Regions from separate parts of the Mus musculus genome. Here all the other regions are linked to region 2. Evidence: chromatin contacts called from public ChIA-PET and promoter capture Hi-C data. All regions are on one chromosome and are shown on one strand. The core of a region is the stretch at or near the end of the contact, and the rest is flanking DNA. Distances in the headings are between cores, read along the strand shown.

Region 1 (3,229 bases), core at 424-2,923, 530 kb after region 2:
CTGAAAACCCAGGACCTAGTTAGTGTATAAGGCTGGGTGCCTTAGCAATCCTAGGCTGGTACAGGAGGTGTGGGGAGCCCCTGGTCTTCAGTCCACATGGGAAGGCTAAAGAAACTGGGTTCTGATGGTAACAAAGGATGGTAGGGACAACCACAAACTCACCTTTGGAAGGTTTCCCTTCCACCCCTCCTAACTGGGCTAGGACCCACATTTAGGCTGAGGCTTCCTAAGTCACATAGCCCGATCAAGAGAAGAAAAAACTTTATTCAGGGTACAAACACACACAAAATGAGACAGCAATAAGAGTCACGTGTTAGGTAATTAAAATGTTTTATGCCAAAAGAACACACTTATGTTTTGATAGAAATGAAAAGGTTTAAAGGAAACTAATTGGAACTTGTTTTCAGTCTAGTCACAGAGGCTAGCCATTTATCGTCCTGCTTAGTGATTATAATTTCCTGTTTATGTACTTGACGCTATAGTCCTAGTTGTTTCCAAGGCAGTAAGCGGTATGACAAAAGTCTTCAATGGTACTTCATAAAAGGTTACAATTTGTAACTGCATTACATAAAAGTGTTTGATATTTATAGTCAATTTATACACTGTATATGTGTTGTACTACTTAACCTTGATAGTTAACAGAATCCAACATCACAAAGCAAAAGTTGATCTATACACTTCTGTAAGAGCATAGTCTAAGAGGCAGAAGGATTCCAAGTTTGTGGCCACCCTAGGCTACGTAGGGAGTCTCTGTCTTCAAAACAATAACAAACGCTACAGGTTGTATCTCTCATCTTCCGCCTCTTTGGAACTCTTTCTTTGGGATGCTAATTTGAACAGCACGCTGGAGTCTGAGTGTATAGTCGTTATAACGACAGAGTAACCGAAGCACAGAAGAGGAAACAGCTCTCCGAAGGCAGAAAGGTCAGTTATCCGAAGAACTCTGAACCTGAAAAAACAGTCCGGACGGAAGTGCAACTTAAAAGCACAGGCTAAGCACAGGCGAGCTGCAAAATGCAAGTTATTCTGTTAGCTTGAACAGGCAGGGGTGGGGTGGGTTAGGGGGAGTAGACTGCACATGTGAATAAGGATGTCAGCCTGCCCCTCTCTCTGAGCGCTGGTAACAGAGAGGATCTGTGCCATTTGGTAGCTGGGAGGATCTTTGTGGGGTCTTTGTGAGGACGACAGGAGAGTGAGGCTAGATAAGGAGCCGGGTTGCAGGGCAGTAGTAAGCGAAGAAATGTGGCTTGTTGGGCCTCCCTGGTTGCCTTGGCGACGGGGTAGGGGAGCGGGGAGCACGTAGCAGTCCGGGGGCGTGGTCTTACAGGCTGCCTGCCCCGCCCCCTCACGGGCAGCGCTCTCTCAGGCCCCGCCCCTCTTCTTCTGCCTCAGCCTCCCCTCTCCCCTCTCCCCTCTCCGGTCCAGCCCTCCTCCTCACGCCCCGCCTTTTCTCGTACCTCAGCCTTCCGGCTTCTCTCACGCCCCGCCCTCCTTACGCCCCGCCCTTCCCTCACACCCCGCCCCCTTTCTCCCTAAGTTCCTCGCCGCCAACCGTCAGACCGGGCTTGCGCTCCGCAGAAGCAGGGAGCTCGAGGCCTCGAGGTGGCCGGTCGGGTGCCGTGGTAAGGTAGCTGCGCGGGGTCGCGGTCTCGGGTGCAGTGAGAGCCGACAGGGTCTCGCAGGTGCGGCCGCGGCCCCCGCGGACATGCGGCCGGTCTCTTAGGGCTAGGTGTTGTTAGCAGGTATGCGGACGGAGTGCGCCTCGGGGTACAGGGAAGGGTCGTTCTCCTTGAGGACCTGGATCGACTCCTGTTCCTTCTGGAACTTTCCATGGCCTTATGGTCACACGTGGAAGCAGCCCAATCACTTTGTACAGCTGTTTTCCACTTTGTACACTGTCCCTGTTCTCCAGGGGCAGTGGCGGGAAACCTGGGTCTTCGTGACTGCAGAGTCACTTGCAGAATTCTTTGAGTCCAACAGGACTGCTCCCTGCTCACTTTTGTTCCGGCCTGGCTCCTGGGAATCTCTGGAAGAGATGGGAAACTGTGGGGACAGACAGTGGAGTCTCGGGCTGTCACCAGTATTTCGTCCCACATGAGACTGTGTGACTGTAGCCTCTTGATAATCCACTTCAGGTCCTAGACTTTCCACCTCAGCAACAGCCTCCTTTCCCACAACACTTGCAGAAGTCCCCAATTGAGCGGTCCTAGGCATTGCTCCTGTTAAATGTCAGGTTGGCTTTAAGGTCACGGGAATGCAGAAAACAAGTAAGTGGTGTGGGCTGTTCCTCGGTGTGTTTTGGCTGATAACTACATAAGAAAAAAAGGTCCAGAGTGTTGAATCTTCCCAGAGGGTGAGTTAGACAGGGCTGCTAATGTGTGTATACCTATGGTCTATGGGAGTGGGAAAGTTGAGGCAGAGATCTGAAATGCCAACCTCTGTGCCACGTTTTTCATTTTTTTAAAGATGTATTTTTATTTTATGTTAATTTAGTATTTTGCCTGCCTGTGTGTAAGGGCACCATGTGGGTGCCTGATGCCTGTGGTGGCTAGAAGGGGTTGTGGGATTCCCTGGAACTGGACTTACAGAAGGTTTTGAGCAGCCATGCAGGTGCTGGGACCTGGACACTGGCAGCAAGTGCTCTAAGGCCTAGCCATCATTCCAGTCCCATATTTTAAATTTTAATACAGTTATCTATTCATTTTAGTTGAGTGTGAACTACATTTAGAGGCTGTTTACCCTCTAAATGTAGTTGTTAAAGATTTATTTGATGTATCTACAAGGCCTTTGCTTGCTGTTTTAGTTTCGGGGGTGACTCTGTTCTTCTGTATTAGAGTGATCCACTTTAAAACTCTAGAATCTAAAGCTGGTGTGGTGGTGCACACCTTGAATTCTAGCACTCAGGAGGCAGAGGCAGGCAGATCTCTGTGAGGTCTCCATAGAGAGCTCCAGGCCAGCCAGGGCTATGTAGAGAGACCCTGACTTAAAATACAAAAACAAACAAACCTATAGCATCCATTTAAAAGGGCCTTTTTCGAAACCACCTATCCCCAGAGGGCATGGGGTTAACTGTATGGCCTTACAAGCCAAATACTGGCCACCTAAAAAGTTAGCTCTTAATCTCTGGAGCCTGGAAGTGTCTTTGAGAAAGGTTTTGCATATGTGACTTAAATCAAGAATTTGTTTTTAAATTTTGGATTTATTTTTGTGTATGAGTGTTTTGCCTGCA
Region 2 (3,404 bases), core at 500-2,999:
CACACACACACACATACACACGGCCACTACTGCTGTGCTACACTCTTACCCAGTCTTCCTTGAAGAAATGAGAGGCAGAAACGATTCCACGGTGTCACAATAGTTGTGCCACGATAAGTTATGCAGAAAGGCCATACTCTTGAGACTTTTATCCAGGAAAAAAAAATGTTGGTCATATTAAAAAAAAAAAAAAGAACGTGTAACAATACAGAAAAAGACTAGATGGGGGTGGGAAATGCAGGCACACGTAGAACCTACTTAAAACCCTCCAGTGCTTCCTGAGCCCCGCTGTGCCCTATAGAATCCTCTCTGACCTCAGCTTTCTGCCCCTTGAGTCTCAGAGGCAATGTAAGCTTCAGTGCTTTCCATATGTTGCTTCCTGTGCCTATATTTTTCTTTGCCCAGTGGTTTCAAGACTCATCTTAAATGTCACTTCCTCAGAGAAACCTTTACTGAGAGCCCAGAGCAGGTTAAAGGCGTTTCCACACTGGTCTGAAATTTTCCATCTTAATCCTTCTGCTACTGACACTTGTTTATGAGGTCAGAAATCAAATACTGAGAGCCTTTCACATACAGAAATGCAGTATAAAACAAACTATACAAGATCCAGGCCATCCATGAGTTCATATGGGGAGGGGATGGCTATAGAGTAAAACAGTCTTTTGGGTAATTTCATACAGTGATCAATGGGTATCTCTGTGCCTGAGTTGCAAACTCCTTGAAGACAGGAGCCTTTTGTTTTCAAGCTAATTCCAGTTCTGTAAAAACCTGATCGGGTTTTTTTTTTGTTTTTGTTTTTGTTTTTTTCCAGTGATGTAAAATGAATGCTTGACTAGGTAAATGGTTAAGTTCCAGGTCTCCCCTTCTTCCCAAAGCTATCTGCATTCTTTTCATAAGTAGAACCATTGTAAGATTTGCAAAATTTACCAACTGGAGTAAAAAGTACTCAAGTAAATAAAACACATTTAGTTCACATTCGTTAAGGACCTAGTTAGTGATAAACAGGACCCTGAAATACTAGACATACTGGCTCATGACTAGAATTCCATTGGCGCACAGCCAAGCCGTCAGTAGTCTAATCCACTGTTTTTACAAGTAGCCTTAAGCACGCAGGATATGATCCCCTTAATTTTCTTAATTCTAAAGTGCTTCAGTCTCCCATCACCCACAGGATGGTTAAAAAGATGCATGTCCTTACTCACTAATAGGAACGGGACAACATAATTTTGCGTAAGGTCAACAAAGAATGTGATCTTTACACAAAAGATCTCCATCCACGTCTAATAAATTCGTTCAGGAGGGCTAAGGACAAGTTGGGCTGGGAAACACTGGGAGACTCTAGGTTGGGCGCAGGCGCTCACCCAGAAACCCTTCCCTGAGGCTAGGCTCCTTTCTTTCCAGAGGCGCATGCGCAGCACACTCTCCGGCCACTGCACGCCTCCTCGGCTAACAAGCCTCTTACGTCACCGAACAGGCGGCGGGGGTTCTTCCGCGCGCCCGAGGAAAAAGAGTCCGCGCACCTTTCCTTCTCTTTGTGCACACAAAATGCACTTTCCCTTTTCATCCCAGTCCCAGCGCCTTCCCCAGGTCGTCTCCGGAAGCTCGTCTTTGTTCAAACTCTCCTGTGCGTCCATAAGACACGGAAGTTCGTCTTTGTTCAAACTCTCCTATGCGTCCGTGGGACACCGGAGGTGGCCAGGAAGAGACGAGAACACTGGCGTTGTTTACAGACACGCGCGGCCGAAATCAGTCCGCGAGGGCGGGGCTAGGCGGCCGGCGCTTTTTCGTACGCTCCTCCCTCCCCAGCCTTCCCCCGCGAGCGGACGCGCCAGCGCCTCTGTCTCGCTTTTTCTTATTTTCTCCCCCTTTCCCCTTCCTTTTCTTTTCTTTTTTCCCCTTCCCCCCTTCCACCATTTCCCCTCGGAGGCGTTTCCCTCGGGCAGGGGCAGAGCCGGCCTCACCCCGCGCCTCTCCCCGGCCCCCGCCGCCCTATGGCGAGAGGGCGCCCCCTCCTCACCCGGGCACCAGCGGCGGCGGTCGGAGGAGCGGGACCGGCGGCGGCGGCCTCGGGCCCAGGGTCATCATGGAACTAGTTCGCTGAGTGACCCCTCGGCCGCAGCCGTGCGTCCCGCCCGAGTACCCGCGCCCGCCGGCCCGGTTTGCCCTCTTCTCCCTCCTCAGACGGCCCGGCCCTGGTCCCGCGCGCCCCGCTGCCGCGCGCCGAGGATCATGAGGTGGTAACGGGCCCCCGGATGACCCCGCGTCACCACTGTGAGGCCTACAGCTCTGCCGGGGAGGAGGAGGAGGAGGAAGAGGAGGAGAAGAAGAAGGTGAGGGCGGGGGCGCGGCGCGGTCGCCGTGCGCGCCGCTGGAGTGGGAGCTCGCGGGGGCGCGCGCCGCTCCCCCGAGGACCGGTCCCCTCGGCGAACCTTTCCTGGGCACCTCGGGGACCCCCTCGCCGTCTCTGGCAGCGCTGCGTGGGTTTCCTTTGAGCCCGGCCTTTTTTTCTTTTTTTTTTTTTTTTTTGGTCCCCAAGTAACTTGTAGCCACAGCCCGTCACCGACTGGGGTGCCAGTTCCAGGCTCCGCGAGCCAGTGCTAATAAAGAAGGTGACACACCCCCACCCACAGAAGCCACCGATCCCTCGTGACCACCGAACATAATTTACCGGGCAGAGTATTGTGAATGTCAAGCCAATAGTTATCTTCCTCTGCCCTACCCCCCCCCCCCCCCGCCACCCACACACCGCGCGCGGGAGTGTAACGTCGTCTAGGGCTTGGGCCGGTGGAGGAAACTAGAGAGGTGAGGGAACTGAGTTGCATCATAAAGGACAGAAAAATGCCGAATTTTGCAAGAGCTAAATGCTCTCTGCAGAGTTAGCCTGCTCCACCGCAGGTCATTTAGGCAGAAGTTGAACATTGTGTAGTAAATTCGTGGAAAGTGTGAGGTAAATAGATCAACGAGGTAAATGGATCAACTGAAGGTCTTAGAATAGCAAAGTAAAATACTTACGTTTCACTTTGTCAGTGAAGAGCCATTGAGTGTTTGAACAGCAGCCTGGTAAACCTAGAAACTTTCTGGACAGCTAGGGATGGAGACATACACACACATACATATATGTATGTACCCTGTCTTAAAAGGGGTTAAAAAAAGGGTTAGGTTAAAAGCCAAGAGTATTTGTTTATTCTGGTCAAGTAATTCTTAAAAATTAAGAGTATTCAACCTACCTGTGTGTTTGTTCATCTTTTAAATGGATTTAGTAATTCCACCATCATAGGGTTAAACAAGGATTACTTAGAGTAATATGAACAATAGCTAGCCAAGTAGTAGCAAAGCATTGAGGGCTATTGATAAGCACCTGACAAGGGTAAGCTGTGATTTGGGGGGCAGGGAGGTACAGTGCT
Region 3 (3,140 bases), core at 419-2,918, 860 kb after region 2:
TGACTATTTACTGGATACAATGTATGTATACTACAGTAACTTTCATTTTAGCATGAAATTCTGTGTAAAACAAGTCCAATTTAAACCCCTTCTAGGTGTTTAGTTCCAGAAACACCAAAGAAACATCAAAGATAACTTCAGCCAAGCAGACACAGGCAAGTCTGGAGCCTGAACCAAGGATCTGCTCTTTGGAGCCACTGCATAACCAAGTGTTTGAGAGCGTGGGCTACAGAGATGGAGTTTCTGGATTCCTAGAGGGTTGAATGAGGGAAAACTCTTGACTAACAGATGCTTAACACTACGCAATAGTTACTAAACTCTTTTCTCCTCAGTAAGGGACTATATATCCACTTGCTAACTGTTTTTTCTTAACATCCTCAAATCTGTTTTTCCTTCACATCTTGACTGAGAACTTGTACAATAACAAAATAAAATAAAACTGTCACCATGTATCTTTCTTTATTGTTTAATGTAAAACTGCTCAGCACCTCTTTCCACTCTAAAATTCTGAGGTTCCTACAGCGCAGCGTCTATTCTGCAGAAGCAGGTTGGGAGAGACTGCTCATGGCGTCCTCTCACAGTAGCCTTCTCCCAGCAGAAGGTTGCAAAACGAAAGTCTCTTGGCTTGTCTCTGCCCCCATTCCCTTCTGTCTGTCCTTCCAGATTCCACGGCTGTCCCGTGATTTGCTCCCTTGAAAGCTTAGCTCTGTTCTAGTCCTTGGACTACATCAATGTGGATTTTGCTCTCTAGAAATTTCTATCTTTCCCAAGCAGCAACTCCCTTCCTGTTCTGGTGACAGCTCCTGTTTCCCAGTTCCCGTTGGTGGGTACAGGTTTCACTCTTGGCCTCTGTTGTCAAGTTTTGAACCGGTACACTCCAGGCTCCTGTCCCATTCCCAGGATGAGTCACCTCCATCCCCTTCATCACTGTCACCTCTATGCGAGATCTATGTAACCTCACCTACTCTTCCAGGTCCCAGGTATCTGCTGCCTTGGGTGCTGTGCAGAGTGACATCCACACTCACTTTCATCCTTGACCCTGTAACCACACACTCACAAAGAAGACAATCAAAGCATCCCTGAGAGAATCAGCACGGGGCAACAATTAGCTTTGCAATTCCTCTTGTAACTTGTAAACATTAGTGTGACACTTCCGGCTTCTGTTCTGAATGCCTGCTCTAACTGTTCACTAAGTTGTATAGACTTTGGATCTGGCTAAATTTGGCGTGTGATTTTTTTTTAAAGTTTATTCCAAGTATTTTATAATAAAGCATATGAAGTAAAAAGCAAAAATAAACAGTGTAAACACAACAAATGTAAAAACCATGGTTAGAACCTGACTTAGATATCAGTTCTGTGTTTTATTTATGAGAGAAGGAAGATGAGAATTAAAGCCATTTCCAGACTTATTCTGCAAGGCACTGCATCTGATTTCTCAAACAGCTCACGCTTTGGAAAGTGAAACTTACCTCACTCGTTAAAAATTAAAAGGAGCACAAGAGGGGAGAGGGAAATTCCAAGTTCATGGGTCACAATAAACACAAGCAATGCCCTCGGTTTACAGGGGACTTCCCTCGGGTTGCGGAGCCTTGCTGAGTCATCTCCAAAGTCAGCCAATCAGGACTCAGGGAGGGAAACTCTTTGCAGATAAATACTCCTCAGCAGCCGGCACTCGAGAAGCGCTTCATCCACCGCTGAGAGACATCCCGAGCCAACCTTCCGGAAGCCTCCCCATCAGCACCATGAACCCAAGTGCTGCCGTCATTTTCTGCCTCATCCTGCTGGGTCTGAGTGGGACTCAAGGTAAGGGACACCAAGGCCATTTAATTAACGAAGTCAGAAGTCAGACGATTAAGCTCAGTTCTAAACACAGCATGTATTTAAGCTTTAATGTGTGTACCTATAAAGAAGAGGGAAGCAGGAAGAAATCCCTTCAGCTTGCAGAGTTTATCATAGGCTGGTTGAAGTCAGAGAAAAATAGAATAAAAGCAAAGGAACGAAGAAGGGAAGAAAGGGAGAAAAGGAGGAGGGAGGAGGAAGAAGGAGGGAAGAGAGAGTCAGGAGAAAGGGCGAAAGAGTGGGATGGGGTAAGGCACGGATGCCTCCTTGCCTGAGCCTAACCAATACTGTGAGCAGTGCATAAATGCAGGATTTCGTAACTGACAAGTTGCAGATCTCTCTTTACCATGACCAAGATATTCAAACACTCAGCCCTATGATACGATGGGATGCGTCTCTCCACAGATCAGACAGGGTCTGCTAAACACTACCTCATCCATTTTAAGTGCCTAAAATGAAACCGTGTGCTGACCTTCCTGGCTCTCCCCCTCTCTTCCTGCAGGGATCCCTCTCGCAAGGACGGTCCGCTGCAACTGCATCCATATCGATGACGGGCCAGTGAGAATGAGGGCCATAGGGAAGCTTGAAATCATCCCTGCGAGCCTATCCTGCCCACGTGTTGAGATCATGTGAGTACAAGCCCACCTGCCGATAAACGTCCCTCCCGTAACCACACAGTAAATAAGTGAGGGAAACCAGGAAAGATAGGGACGGGTCTGTGACTCTAACTAAGGCACAGTGCCTGAACTCTGACATGGACCTGCAGGGCCATCAGCTCTGTTGGCCTGACGTTAATCTGAGTATCTCACTCTTATTTCTATAGTGCCACGATGAAAAAGAATGATGAGCAGAGATGTCTGAATCCGGAATCTAAGACCATCAAGAATTTAATGAAAGCGTTTAGCCAAAAAAGGTAGGTTTGATGTTGCTTTTTCAGGAAATGGTGGTCTGGGGAGCAGCGCCTGCCCTGGGCTTTGCTGTGGGGCATCTGCCCTAAACTCATGGCACCGGCATGTGCCTTTGTCTCTCCATTTACACAGACACTGAGGTGCCTTCTTAGGTCATACATTCCTAGTGTCTAGAAGTGGAGCAGTTATTATACCTGTCACGGGTAAAGCTGCCAAATGCCCACCCCCCCCCCACTTCCTCACTTAAAAAAAAAAAAAACAAAAAACACACAAACCCATTCTGTCCCCTCAACCCCCACCCACCCGTGACCCATGGAGATTGTGTAGCAGAGGAAAATGCACCAGGCCTTTTGCCCCAGGGTCTTTGGGTTCCCAAAGTGAAAGCAGAGTCTA
Region 4 (3,593 bases), core at 333-2,832, 740 kb after region 2:
GGCTCAGGAAATTGAACTAAGGTCTTCATGCTTGCAAGGCAAGCACTTTCCTGATGGAGCTGTCTCCACAGCCCTCCTAACTTTTCTTATTTTTAAAATTTATTTTGATGTGTGTGTGTGTGTCTATGTAAGTGCAGGCAGAGGCTAGAAGAGGGCATCAAATGCCCCAGTGTCAGAGACACAGATAGTTGTGAGTCACATGACATAGATGCAGGAACCAAACTAGATCTAACACTGAGCCATCTCTGTAGTCCCTCTTTTACCATATTTTAGCTTTTTTTTAAAAAAAAAAAAAAAAAAAAGAAGAAGAAGAAGAAGAAGAAAAGAAAAGAAAGAAAACCTCACTCTCATGTTCATACTGTTTTGGGGAATGTAAATTAATGGCATTATGGAAAATATATGAAAGTTTCTTTTAAAAAACTAAAAATAGAGCCACCATGTGATTCATGCATCTTACCATTGGGCATCCATCCAAAGACAATGAGACTGGCTGGTTGAAGAGGTCTGTGCACTTACACGTTTACCGCAGAACAGTTCATGGTATCTCTTCTGGTATCTAAATGGCAGTCTCCTGTGCCCCAGTGTGTCTGAAGACAGGAGACAGGACATAGCATCCCCCGTCTCCAGAACCTGGCACAGGTGGCGATGCCGCACAGTAGTGACTGAGTGTCGTGTGTGCTGGGGGCTTCAGCGGAGCTTTATACTGGATGGTTTATTTCTCACAGCATCTCTGTGAGATAGGCACATGGTGGTCGCCACTTTACAGATGGAGAAACAAAGACAGAAGCCTCGGGGAGCAGGCTCACACTGCAGTCCCCCTAGAGAGGCGGAGGCAGAGGGATGGCTGAATGTTTTGCAAAGTGAGTCTCAGGCTAGCCAAGGCAACATTGTAAGGCCTTATCTTAGAAAAGATGAAGCCAAAGAAACCACGAGTGACTTTTTAGTCCCACAGCAAAGTATTAGTGTAGATAGGACTGAGCAAAAAACCTGAGTCAGATCTCACTGTACACCCCTATCTAGTGATCTGAGGTCACTGATATCAGCCACCAAGGTGATAGGTGATTTTTTTTGGGGAGGGGTATTTTGTTTTGTTTTCCAGACAGGGTTTCTCTGTGTAACCTTGGCTGTCCTGGAACTCACTCTGTAGACCAGGCTGGCCTCGAACTCAGTAATCAGCCTGCCTCTGCCTCCCAAGTGCTGGGATTAAAGGCATGTGCCACCACCGCCTGGCGATAGGTGATTTTCCATAGAGAGCTATGGGTGAACCCAAATGACTAACTCCTTTTGAGATGAACGTAATGACTAAAGGTCGAGGTGTTGCTTGCTTGCTTTCCTTTTGGTGTTGAAGATTGAGCCCAGTGCACGCTGGGAAAGTGCTCTTACAGCACTGAGAGGTGTCCCCATCACCTAACACATTGTACGAACCAATTTATCCAGCATACCAAAAAAGCTGGAAGCACAGCTGTTGATGTGGCCAGTGAATTAAAATTGTTCTTTTTCATTCTGTGTGTCCCTCCTTCCTATGGGATTCAGTAGTTCACAGGGAATAACTCAAACATTTCCTTCTTTTGTTTACTTTAGAGACAGTCTCGCCCTGCAGCCCAGGCTGACCTGGAATTCACTGTGTTTTCCAGGCTGACCTCAAAGTTACAACAATCTTACTTCAACTTCCCAAAGCCAGAGCCTGCAGGGGAAGTCACCATGTCAGGCTTCTTTCTTTCATTTCCTTCTTACTTTGTTTTGGTTTTGATGTTGTCTTTTTAAACAGAGCTTTGGTATATGCAAGCTGTGTGGTCCAAGCTGGTCTAAAACTTCTGGATTCTTAGGTTCAAGTAATCCTCCTGCTTCAGCCCCCCTGGTGCTGAGATTACATGTAATACCACCACACCAAGATTTTCATCCAACTCTCTTTTTCCTCCCCTCTCCATCCCTTCTCTCCTCCTGCTCTCCCCTTCCTTTCTTTCTGAGATGAGTCTGACAAAATAGCCAAGGATATCTTCTGGCCTCAGCACCTCCAGAGCGGGGACTACAAGTGTGGCTCCCACTCCTGGCGCGCTCTCTCTCTCTCTCCTCTCTCTCTCTCTCTCTCTCTCTCTCTCTGTTTCTGTCTGTCTGTTTTTCTGTCTCCATCTCTCTGTTTCTGTCTCTCACTCTTTCTCTTTCTTTTTTCCTTCCTTCCTTCCTTTCTTCCTTTTTTCTTTCTTTCCTTCTTTCCTTTCCCCTTTTAAAAATGCTTAGATGTACTGTAGTGTTAAGCATTAAACTATGGGGCTGGTGAGATGGCTCAATGGTTAGGAGCACTGACTGAACTTCTGAAGGTCCTGAGTTCAAATCCCAGAAACCACATGGTGGCTCACAACCATCTGTAATGAGATCTGATGCCTTCTTCTGATGTGTCTGAAGACAGCTACAGTGTAGTAAGATATAATAATAAATAAATCTTTAGGCCAGAGCAAGTGGGGCAGACCAGAGTGAGCAACCTTCATTCTCAGCAACCATCAGTAAAGCTACAGAGTATACCCATATACATAAAATAAATAAATAAATATTTTTTAAAAATTAAACTATAGTCTCAGATTATTATTGTCTATTGAAGAACAGGGCAGTTGTACCAGGCAGTTGGAAATACAGTCCCTTGATTCCTTGTCTACGCCCAAGATGGCTTTTGTTTCTGTTTTAAGCGGTTGTCTGTGTTTCTAGATAGTTCTCAGGTCTTCTCTAATGTGGCTGACAGTAATCTGACCACTTCTTGTTGTCTGTCTCTTGTTTCCCAGCAACTTCACTGTGTCTAGTTGGCTGCTGTTGATCAGCTGGTAGCTGGCATTCGTTCATGTATATGTGCATGAGAATGTATGCTGCTAACCAGGTTTACTGGTATTGTCATAAAAATCCCTCTCCTTGTCTGTCTGTCTGTCTGAGCATTGCCAGAGGGGGAGGGAAATGGTTTTGTTTGTTTGGTTTGGGTTTTATTTTTGGCTGATCATGCTGTTTTGAGAGGAAAGCTTCCCTCTTCTTCTCTTTCTCTCCCTCTCTCCTTCTCTCCCTCAGCAGAGGAGGAAGCCATGTCTTACTGGTTTATTTCCCATGTACAGCTCTCTGTAAAGGCCAGGAGTCAATGATGATTTAGGATGGTGGAGGACTCCAAGTAGCTGAGGGAAGTCACGAGGTCAGCTGTGAGTAGTCTGACGGAGTCAGTGTCCCAATGGGGACACTATGGGAAAACCTTGGCTTTGACTGTTGAACTTCATTAAGAAACCACGTCAGGTTACAGGCCTAAATTGATTGCCATCTCTGTCCTCAATTCACCCTTAGGTTTCCACACCGTAAGGAAGTTCTTAAAAGTCATCTCCTCAGTCAGTATTCTCTACGTAAGCTTAAGTGGAGCAGGCCTTAGGCTTGGGAGTGATCGGGCCTTTAGGTTCATGAACTAAGACTTGGGGGAAGAAAACAAATGAGCAAAATAGGCTCTGTGAAGACCCTGATTTTGACATTAGGAGACTTGACCACATTGGCCAATGGACCCATCTGAGTGGCAGGCGCTGCTCCCTGAACCAGCTTCCTCTGCTTTCAAATTGGTGCCCACCTGGGCCACC

What was found. Promoter capture Hi-C pulls out the DNA fragments that hold promoters and counts their contacts. ChIA-PET counts read pairs in DNA pulled down with a chosen protein or histone mark. Capture Hi-C pulls out chosen DNA fragments and counts their contacts.
Region 1: a promoter capture Hi-C map of second pharyngeal arch cranial neural crest shows a contact between it and region 2. The contact joins the promoter of Ccdc158 here to the promoter of Ccni in region 2. A contact is called at or near these places in 13 of 39 promoter capture datasets (the HPC-7 cell line, cranial neural crest, embryonic stem cells and 8 more), 1 of 15 datasets of contacts at CTCF or cohesin (the NIH/3T3 cell line), 3 of 484 Hi-C or Micro-C datasets (embryonic fibroblasts, embryonic stem cells and nephron progenitors), 12 of 115 datasets of contacts at active chromatin or transcription factors (astrocytes, bone marrow-derived macrophages, embryonic basal ganglia and 8 more) and 3 of 9 other capture datasets (adipose tissue, embryonic stem cells and liver).
Region 3: a promoter capture Hi-C map of liver shows a contact between it and region 2, with 2.6 times the contacts expected there. The contact joins the promoter of Cxcl10 here to the promoter of Ccni in region 2. A contact is called at or near these places in 1 of 39 promoter capture datasets (the C10 cell line), 3 of 115 datasets of contacts at active chromatin or transcription factors (bone marrow-derived macrophages, memory CD8 T cells and stem cell-derived neural progenitor cells) and 1 of 9 other capture datasets (liver).
Region 4: an RNA polymerase II ChIA-PET map of memory CD8 T cells shows a contact between it and region 2, with 10 read pairs. The contact joins the enhancer-like site here to the promoter of Ccni in region 2. A contact is called at or near these places in 3 of 39 promoter capture datasets (the HPC-7 cell line, cranial neural crest and hippocampal neurons) and 4 of 115 datasets of contacts at active chromatin or transcription factors (embryonic forebrain, memory CD8 T cells, microglia and 1 more).

The regions. Positions count from the first base shown.
Region 1 is chr5:92,673,571-92,676,799 of GRCm38.p6, reverse strand. Ccdc158 (coiled-coil domain containing 158) reads left to right here and starts at 1,673. Exons shown (of 25, transcript NM_001360018.1): 1 at 1,673-1,742.
Region 2 is chr5:93,204,840-93,208,243 of GRCm38.p6, reverse strand. It overlaps Ccni (cyclin I), which reads left to right and starts at 1,749. Exons shown (of 7, transcript NM_017367.3): 1 at 1,749-2,330. It overlaps 2010109A12Rik (RIKEN cDNA 2010109A12 gene), which reads right to left and starts at 1,726. Exons shown (of 3, transcript NM_029363.1): 1 at 1,521-1,726; 2 at 50-145. The coding sequence starts at 1,564.
Region 3 is chr5:92,347,417-92,350,556 of GRCm38.p6, reverse strand. Cxcl10 (chemokine (C-X-C motif) ligand 10) reads left to right here and starts at 1,668. Exons shown (of 4, transcript NM_021274.2): 1 at 1,668-1,803; 2 at 2,342-2,468; 3 at 2,663-2,752. The coding sequence starts at 1,743. It also overlaps a transcript of Art3 not described here.
Region 4 is chr5:92,465,315-92,468,907 of GRCm38.p6, reverse strand. All of the region lies in intron 2 of Scarb2 (scavenger receptor class B, member 2), which reads left to right. Among named protein-coding and RNA genes, the nearest start is that of Mir6415, 8.6 kb to the right of the region's middle. Within about 2 kb of position 1,582, at least 62 of the 459 cell types and tissues checked have an H3K27ac peak or open chromatin away from gene starts, as enhancers often do. A contact at or near this core is called in memory CD8 T cells, microglia and thymic regulatory T cells, where this site is marked.